Linked DNA regions of Hordeum vulgare: region 1 is linked to region 2. A link is a contact called in public Hi-C data. All regions are on one chromosome and are shown on one strand. The core of a region is the stretch at or near the end of the contact, and the rest is flanking DNA. Distances in the headings are between cores, read along the strand shown.

Region 1 (4,163 bases), core at 1,201-3,700, 480 kb after region 2:
TCCTCGTACCTCGCCACTCGAGCCACCGCCAACAGATTACAGGCCCACCGAGCATGCCCCCCCACGCACTAGATCCCCGCAAAGCCGCCACAACCCTGTGCTCCGACCACACCTCCGACGCGTCGGACGACTTGCCGCCACCACACCCCACGCAAGCGCTGCGCCTCCGGCCAGATGCAGCAACCCACGGTGCACGCACCCATGGGAGGGGAAGGGAATTCCCCGCCGCCGCCTCCATCGACCGGCCTTTCCCCGACGGTGGACGCCGGCGGTGACGAGGGGGAGGGACGAAGCGAAGGGGACGGGGGCGGCGCGGTGACGGTTTTCCTTCCTCGCTCACGGGTGCGGGTCGGGCGAATCTAATGAAAGCTAAAACTTTAATTTGGTGTGTCGTAGAAATCGCGGATTTGCGAGACAGACAGGTGGGTGCGTGCCCCAACGAGTTTTGAGGATATACTATATATGAAGAAATTTTAGTTAAAATGAAACTAAAACTTGCACACAAAGTATTTCGAAAGAAGAAAAGAAATGTAGCACCTCGTGGCCCATCTACCTATCTCTGGTAGATGTACAAACATAAACATGTGCCTTTCTTTTTCTTGTTGATGTCAAAAGAGATATCAGTATATGCAAAAAGGACGTTAAGAGACGATAAGAAGACGACAACCCTAAATAAATTAATTTGTGATAGTAGTAATTATAATTACTAAGGGCATGTACAACGATGTTGACTCAGGTGTCTGTAAAACATGCCACCTAGGATTTATAATGAGTTGAATGAAAGATAAAGAAGAGAGAGGAAGAGGTCGTCTATAATTCTATAGACCGTCGAATCCCGTGAAAATCAGTGGCTAACGACGCTTATTTTATCGTTGTATCGAATGTCGTGTGGAAGACTGTAGTGATCGCACGATGCTCGTTGAGATTTTTCAGGCGGACATTGGTTTCTAACTTTTTACATACACCAAAACAGACAACTTGTTGTATGCGGTGTATGGGACGTGAACAATGACTATAGATAGACAGGTGTCTTTACCTTTGTACATGCCCTAATAGCTGAGTTGAGGTTTCTTTTGTCACGTGTTGGGATAAATTTTTTTGTTTTGACCTTTTGTCCTAACAAATTCTGAAATTGACCTTACTTTAAAAAAAATCTGACCTCCTTTGGTGACGCCAACATCTGTGACGTCTCGTTTGTATGAGAGACGCCAAGTTCCGTGACGTCTGGTACGGACCTGCATGACCGGCTAACCCATTGAGAAGAGAAATCAATCCTTTTGGTACGGAACCCTGGCGTCTGGTCGTGAACGAGATGCTAAGGACCCTCACATCTAATACCAAACGTCAGAGACTTTGGCGTTTGGTTTCAGCAGATCACACAAATATACTTTTGGTAATATGTGCCACGTCATCCAGACGTCAGGGTCCTTGGCGTCGGACCAGACGCCGGGATCCCTCGCGTCTGATACCAAGCCACGCACAAACTTAACGGGTCAATCGGTCATGCGAGTCCGTATCAGACGTAAGGGACCTTGACGTCTTCCATGTAAACCATGCGTCAGGGATGTTGGGGTCATCAAAAGAGGTTATATTAAAACTTTTTTTTAAAGTAAGATCAATTCTGCAATTTGTTAAGACAAAAGATAAAAAAAAAATGTCCCACACGTTGTACCCAGGGATCCATGGAGCGGATACTACAAGGAGAGCGAGTGAGATGACGTGCCGTTGCAACCAAGCGGCATGCCCTTGTCCCGTAATTCAAGTGTGGTGTTAATGCGCCGGCCTGTTTAAGCTAAGGTATCGCCGTCAGCAGCGACGGTGAGTAGTACACTCGTGTTGCTTTCTCATTAGTTATGTATAAGCACGCACAGTACGTACCGCTGACGGAAGCAAATGAAATACTAATAACATAACAAGCCGACCCCAATGCATCCACATCAAAAATCACACCGGCCTCCAGCAGGGAAAACGCCTTCCGCTCATCAAAAACCACACGCTCGCTCGCTCGCTCGCATGTCCCGCCCTACCGTACTCCACAGTGTCTCTCACAGTGAAACAGTACGACCGTTGCACTGGCGACGCAAAGGACATGAGCCGACGGATTTACTCCAACAGTGCTTCCGCATCCGTTCATCAGGCGCCCACCATTTTTCGCAATCCACACAAAGTAATGCTTACTGTGGTAGCTCAAAAGCACAGTGGATCATGAGGGTCAAAAAAGGGACTCAAAAGTCAGGCATGAACCTATTTCCTGAAAGCGTGAGGCAGGGCCTCGCTTTGGATCCGAGAAAGGCAGACCAGGATATCCCCAGAAATGGAACAAAAACCATAGTAACATTGATAATTAAGGGAAAGAAGCTGGCTGAAATTTTATCTTTATATGTATGGTTTGATTATGAATGAAGAAGAATAATAGGAGAAGGACAGGGTGGTGGGTCAAAAGCCAGACAATTAAGACACCCAGTGGATTAGCAGTGAAGAAAATAACAAAAAAGAGGTCTCCTTCCTCGACTTCTTTTTCCTCTCTTCTCTCTCTCTCTCTCTGCAAGAGAGGGGGAGAGGGAGTGGGAGGAGACTCCACCACACCAGCAAAGGCAAAGGGAGAGGGAGCACAACAAGAGACACAATTCCCAGGAAACCGCCGCCTAAAGCTTCTCCTCCCTTTGTCTCTCTTCGCTGTTGCTTCCAAATCTCTAATCTTTCTCTCTTTCTTTCGTTTGTTCCATTCCAAATTATCTGTGCGGGAGAAGATCCAAAAGATACAGGAGAGGAGAGAGAGAGGGGGGGAATAAATCCTTTTTGGCGAGATTCGTGTGGGGGAGAGACGAGTTAGGTGTCAGGACCACTCATAAATTCCGCCTCTTCCCTTCTTCTTCTTCTTTCAGATCTGCTCCGTGCTTCCTCTTCCTCCTCGCATCGCTTTTGCCAACCCAACCAACCAACCAGCCGTGCTTCTCGCCGGAGAGAGCAGGGCAGGGCGCCGTTCTTCCTCCCGCTTGGAGAAAAATCTTTCTTCTCGTCCGCCATTCTTTTTTAAGCTTAGTTTCTTCCAGTACGAGTTTTCTTGTTCCTGTTGAGTTCTTCCTCTTCCCGTGCGAGCCAAACTCCCACCCTTCTTGGAGCAGAAATCGGCCTTTTGTTTTCTTGCTCGTCTCTGCCGATTTCTTCTTGAGACATAGACGCCCTCCTTTTTCCGCCACAAGCTATCCTCTCCGATGGGCAACGCGTTCGCGTGCATGCCGCGCAAGGAGCACCGGGGCGCGGCCGCGGTGTCGCGCAGCAAGCGGATGGGGAGCGCCCGCCCGCCGCGCGGCGGCGCGGCCAAGCTCACGCCGGCTGAGGAGGAGCTCCTGCACCGCCAGGCGCTCGCCATGGCCATCCACCAGCACCTCGACGCCGGCGGCTCCATGTCGCGCCGCATCGACGCCGGCGCCGGCTCCATGTCCCGACGAATCGGCCCCGGCTCCACCAGCTCCCGACGCCACGGCAACCTCCCGGACTCCGTCACCAATGCCACCAAGGCTGTAAGCCCTCCCCCGCCTTTCTCTCTTTCTGCTTCATGCTCCCTCCCTTGTAGGTTGTAGCATCCTTGCGTCTTGTTCTTGCCTAGAAAAATATACTGTCTACAATGTTATACTTTACAGTAGTAATTAACAAGTTCATTGTCAAAGAAAGTTCTGAATTTCTTTGTACAGAGGTTGGTCCAGTTGCAAACTGTACTTGGTAATGTCTAGTGCCAAACTTTTCAACTGCAAGAGTCCTTGCGGGACCAGTTGGCCATCTGGCCCTAAATGATTTGGCCTTATCATACTGTTGTTGTATGCTTTGTTGTTTAAGTTGTTTGGTCGGCAAAATTCTGTCATTATCAGAGTGGTACCACAGCATTGTCAGTTGCCTGGTTTGCTACATAGCTAAATGTCTGGTTGCTCTAGGTTTCACTAGTAAATTGGTTCTTTTTGGATTGCTTGTATATGGGAGATAATTCAGTGATATGGATGTACTTGTATGTTTGTTGAAGGACACATTCTTTTTCTGTAAGGAAGCACCTGCATGTTTCTAGTCAGTTTCTTCATGGCTTCCTTGTTGGGGTTGATTTTGAATTGCAATCAGCAGTAAGTTCATATTAACCTGTAGTTGAATATCGGAGGTTCTGAAGTGTCACT
Region 2 (4,078 bases), core at 1,506-4,005:
GCCAGATAAGTGCCAAATAAGGTGAATTATTCTGTACTGCGGCTAAACTAGATGCTTCACATGTAGTCATTTGAGAAACATGTGGCGGTGTCATACTCCTCTCCATAGATTCACATGTATCTGCTGGTTCCTGGAAACATATGTAGAAATAAATAATGTAAAATCTTGTAATATCAGTTAGCTACTAGCTCATTTGCATAAAACCAGTGGTCATGTCTCACCTGACTAATAACACCATCATACTGAGGACACAAGACTTTTGTTATTTCGTCTGCAACCACTTCTTTGAAATGATCAAACAATACTTCCTTTGCAGCTACATATAATTCATTCATCAGTATTGAACAAGAAAGTGATGTCAAACTGTGTTTTGTTTCTTCTGCAACCACTTCTTTGAAATGATCAAGCGATACTTCCTTTGCAGCGACATATAATTCATCCTCTAGCCTTGAACAAGAAAGTGATGTCAAACTGCGCCCTGGGTCGTCATCAGCTTTCATTTGCCTGCTAGGTCCAACTCCAGAAGGGTAATCCATACCAGATCGAGGAGCATCTATTGGCTGCAAAATCATCAAAAGTACCAACAGATATCAAAAGCTACAAACATAATAAACATTTGATTTTTGTATACGTCATACAATAAGTTAATTACACCCCACAAAACCCTTGCCCTCAATCCCTCATTGCCTCCGCAGACTTCACTGTTTGTAGAAAATTTGTCATAGGGGTACTATGACTGCGAGCCATCTGCTCAAGCATACCTGTGACTGCGAGTCACCTACCCAAGCATACCTGTGTGACTGCGACAGTGAGGGTTTCCATGCTGAAGTATCAGTGATTTCCTATTTTGTTTCGCCATTTTCAAATATATATAGTAAATAAATTCATTTTATGAAAAATGGCTCAATCATGCTTTTCACACCATGTGCCAGACATGGTCCCACTTTCACGCCAAATCTTATGAACAGAATAAACAAATGTAACCATTAATTGATAAATGGTCCCTAGAATCTTTTCATGTCGTCTGGTAAACGAATAAATGAATATGACCTCATGTCGAGAACAAATAAACAACTTTCTGCTTTCATAGGCCATCGCATCTGTCCGCCTGTCGGGTCCGCACATAACGTTTATGGTGGCTTATTAGATACTCCCTCCGTCCCAAAATAAGTGTCAACTTTGTATTAACTCTAGTATAAAGTTGTACTAAGCTTGAGACACTTATTTTAGGACGGAGGGAGTACAAACCAACCGCTTAACCCCTGCCATCCCCACCCTGGACCTGACCAACTTATCCTTGCCTTCTCCAAATGCACCAACCTTCCCGTCCTCCTCTGTTTCCAACAACACCTTCTTCATCTTGTTCCCCTGATCCCCTCCCCATGACTCCTTCCCTTCTCTCTTGCCACTTCTATCCTTAGACATGCTGTTGTATCACTCTAGCTCCCACACCTTCTAAAAAAGAAAAAAATCTGGAAAACTACAAACAAACAAAAAGTTCTGGGTTTCTTTTATATGTTGCACACGCCATAATTCCTTCCCCTAATTGGCAAAAAAACTTCACTGTGCACACACAAAAATGATGTTTGGGGTGGTAATATGTAAAGCTCTAGCCTACTCAAGCATTTATGAGGGTGGGTGAGGTTAGTATGCCAAACTGCCAGAAATAGTAATTTAGTTTCATTTATGCTAAAAAAAATGCCATAATTGTGTTTTTGACGCGTGTACCATATTATCCTTTTCGCGCCAAATCTTTTGAGTACAACAAACAAAAGTGCCATAATCAATGAACAGTTTCAACAATCCTTTCCTGCCGCCAGATAGACGGACAAACAAACATGGCCCGCGTGTCACGCACAAACAAACTGCAACCTGCTCTTGATGGAACACCTAACTCTCCCCGCGTGTCGATAGGCAAATAACGGTCATGACAGGGTTTCACGTACAAACCAACAGCTTCCCGCCCCGCCACCTTCATCCTGAACTTTCCCCTCCTCAGCCTAGACCACAACCCTATAGCTCTCGCCTCCTCCAAAGCCACTAACTCTCCCCTCCTCCCTTCCCTGGGTTGCCTTCTCCATCTGACTTCCCTCTCTTTCACTGCTTCCTCTTACCTCTTCCATCCCTAGACCTCCCCCCCTATTCCTCACCACTCAGAAAACGAAAAAACAATAAGATTAACTCCCCATGGCAAAAGCCGACATGCAATCCCTTACAGGCAGCATTTCACACAAGCAAATGGACTGAATCACTCCAGAATCTAGTGCAAATGAACCCACTGAAGATCATAGGACAAACGGCTGGATCGCCTTGCATTAGAGACAGGAATTAAACCCAGCAAGACACACATACATACACAGTTACACACAGCAGATCGGCGAGCCGCAGGATGCCAGGAACCCTTCCCCTAAAGGGCCGTAGGTCTAAACCACCACGAGCACCAGCTGAAGTTACATCTAAAGTGGGGAACAGCCCAAGACGGTCACAGCAGCTACGAGGGAAGCTGCGAACACAGCAAATTCTAGGGAGGTCGGCAAGATCGAGCGGCAACGAGCAGATCCAGAGCCCAGTCGGAGTGTACAACACCATTCCACAAGCACGCGTTGCAACTTGCAAGGAAACTTACAGGATCGGGCTGGGAACGAGCGAACGGAGCAGCCGGTCGCAGGGAGGCAACCATCGGTGGAGTGGGGAGGAGGCGGGGAGGGAGAACCATCGGTGGAGCGGGGAGGAGGCGGGGAGGGAGAACCATCGGTGGAGCGGGGAGGAGGCGGGGAGGGAGGGGAGCGGGAGCGCGGGCGCTGATGGGGAGGCGGTGGCGGTGGCGGCGGCGGCGGCGGCCCGCGGGGAGGGGCGGCAGGTCGGAGCAGGGTGGCATGGCGTGTTATGAACCTCTCCAAACTCCACAGATTTCATCAGCTTCCTAGCGTGAGGCTTCCTGCTACCCTAGCGTCGCTTCTGGCTCTACGCAGCAACTCCAACCCCCTGAACCAAACGGACGCGGGGTTCGTCCGTATTTTATCCGTTTGAATGACTCGCCCGTCCTTCTTTACGAATAGGTTGATCGTGCGTCAACGAATTTTCGTCTGTATAAACAGTTTCTAACACTAAAACGGCACGTCGTCACAGGACATGTCAGTTAGCATGCTAGTGTCAAAAGCTCGCGTCGGTTATATGTCAGCGATCAACATACATATGCGAGTCTACAAAAAAATACGCAGTTCTTAAGCTGGACGTACTTTGTCGGCGGGCCGCACACATGCCAGCACACAAAATGAGAATATAGCTCAGCCGTGTCATCTCGGGCGTGGTCATGCCCGCACACCGCGGCATGGATCAGTCGTCTTCGAGGCTGAATATGTCGGCCTGCATCTTCTCGAACCAAGACCGCTTCCTTCGAGAGACCGTGCTCAAGTCCATCTTCATGATCTCGACCCCCTTCATCATGCAAGCTAGCCGGAATTTCTTGCTTTGGTGGTTGCTTTGGTGGCCTCGGTCTCGCATCTTGGCTTGCTTCTCCGCCTATAACGCGAGCTTCTTGTTTTGTATCTTCATGAATACCCTAATTTGCTCCTCCTTGTCTTGTCGGCGCTTCTTCTTACTTAGTCTTTGTTGGCGATCATGCCTTGCAAAGTAGCTTGCAAGGCAAGGGATGCCGCCTCGCGATTGTCCCTTTTTTTTGAGTTGGTCTTCCCACGTTGTCGTGGTTTCTCCGCCTCACCATGCTCTCCAGCGGCTTCCTTCCCTCCACGCGCCTTGATGGTGGCGTATTGTGCTTTTAACTTTTCTTCTTCATTGATGATCATTCAACAATGAATGAGGTTGAAAGTCTTGCCCTCATAATGGACCTTTAATGCTTTCAAAGCTTGAAAGACCTACAAATGAGCAACCATGTCAACATATCAAAGTAGGCAAGATATGGGACAATCAATATAAGCAAGCATGTCGGCATACCATGTCTTTCATGATGATGCCGCTCACGGGACGGGCCTCGATGCTCTCAAGCGTGGAACAAAACTTGTTGCATTCTTATTGTATCACCCTCCAACGCTTGACGAGAGAGACCCATCAATGCTTG

Evidence for each region. A called contact is a pair of places that touch in the nucleus more often than the background predicts.
Region 1: a contact with region 2 is called in a Hi-C map of seedling, with 4 times the contacts expected there. The contact joins the promoter of LOC123407604 here to the promoter of LOC123412579 in region 2. A contact is called at or near these places in 2 of 6 Hi-C or Micro-C datasets (leaf and seedling) and 1 of 1 datasets of contacts at active chromatin or transcription factors (embryo).

Annotation. Positions count from the first base shown.
Region 1 is chr7H:435,060,191-435,064,353 of MorexV3_pseudomolecules_assembly, forward strand. It overlaps LOC123407604 (putative methylesterase 14, chloroplastic), which reads left to right and starts at 2,451. Exons shown (of 5, transcript XM_045100767.1): 1 at 2,451-3,524. The coding sequence starts at 3,216.
Region 2 is chr7H:434,576,901-434,580,978 of MorexV3_pseudomolecules_assembly, forward strand. LOC123412579 reads right to left here and starts at 2,756. Exons shown (of 12, transcript XR_006613537.1): 1 at 2,627-2,756; 2 at 222-560; 3 at 1-130.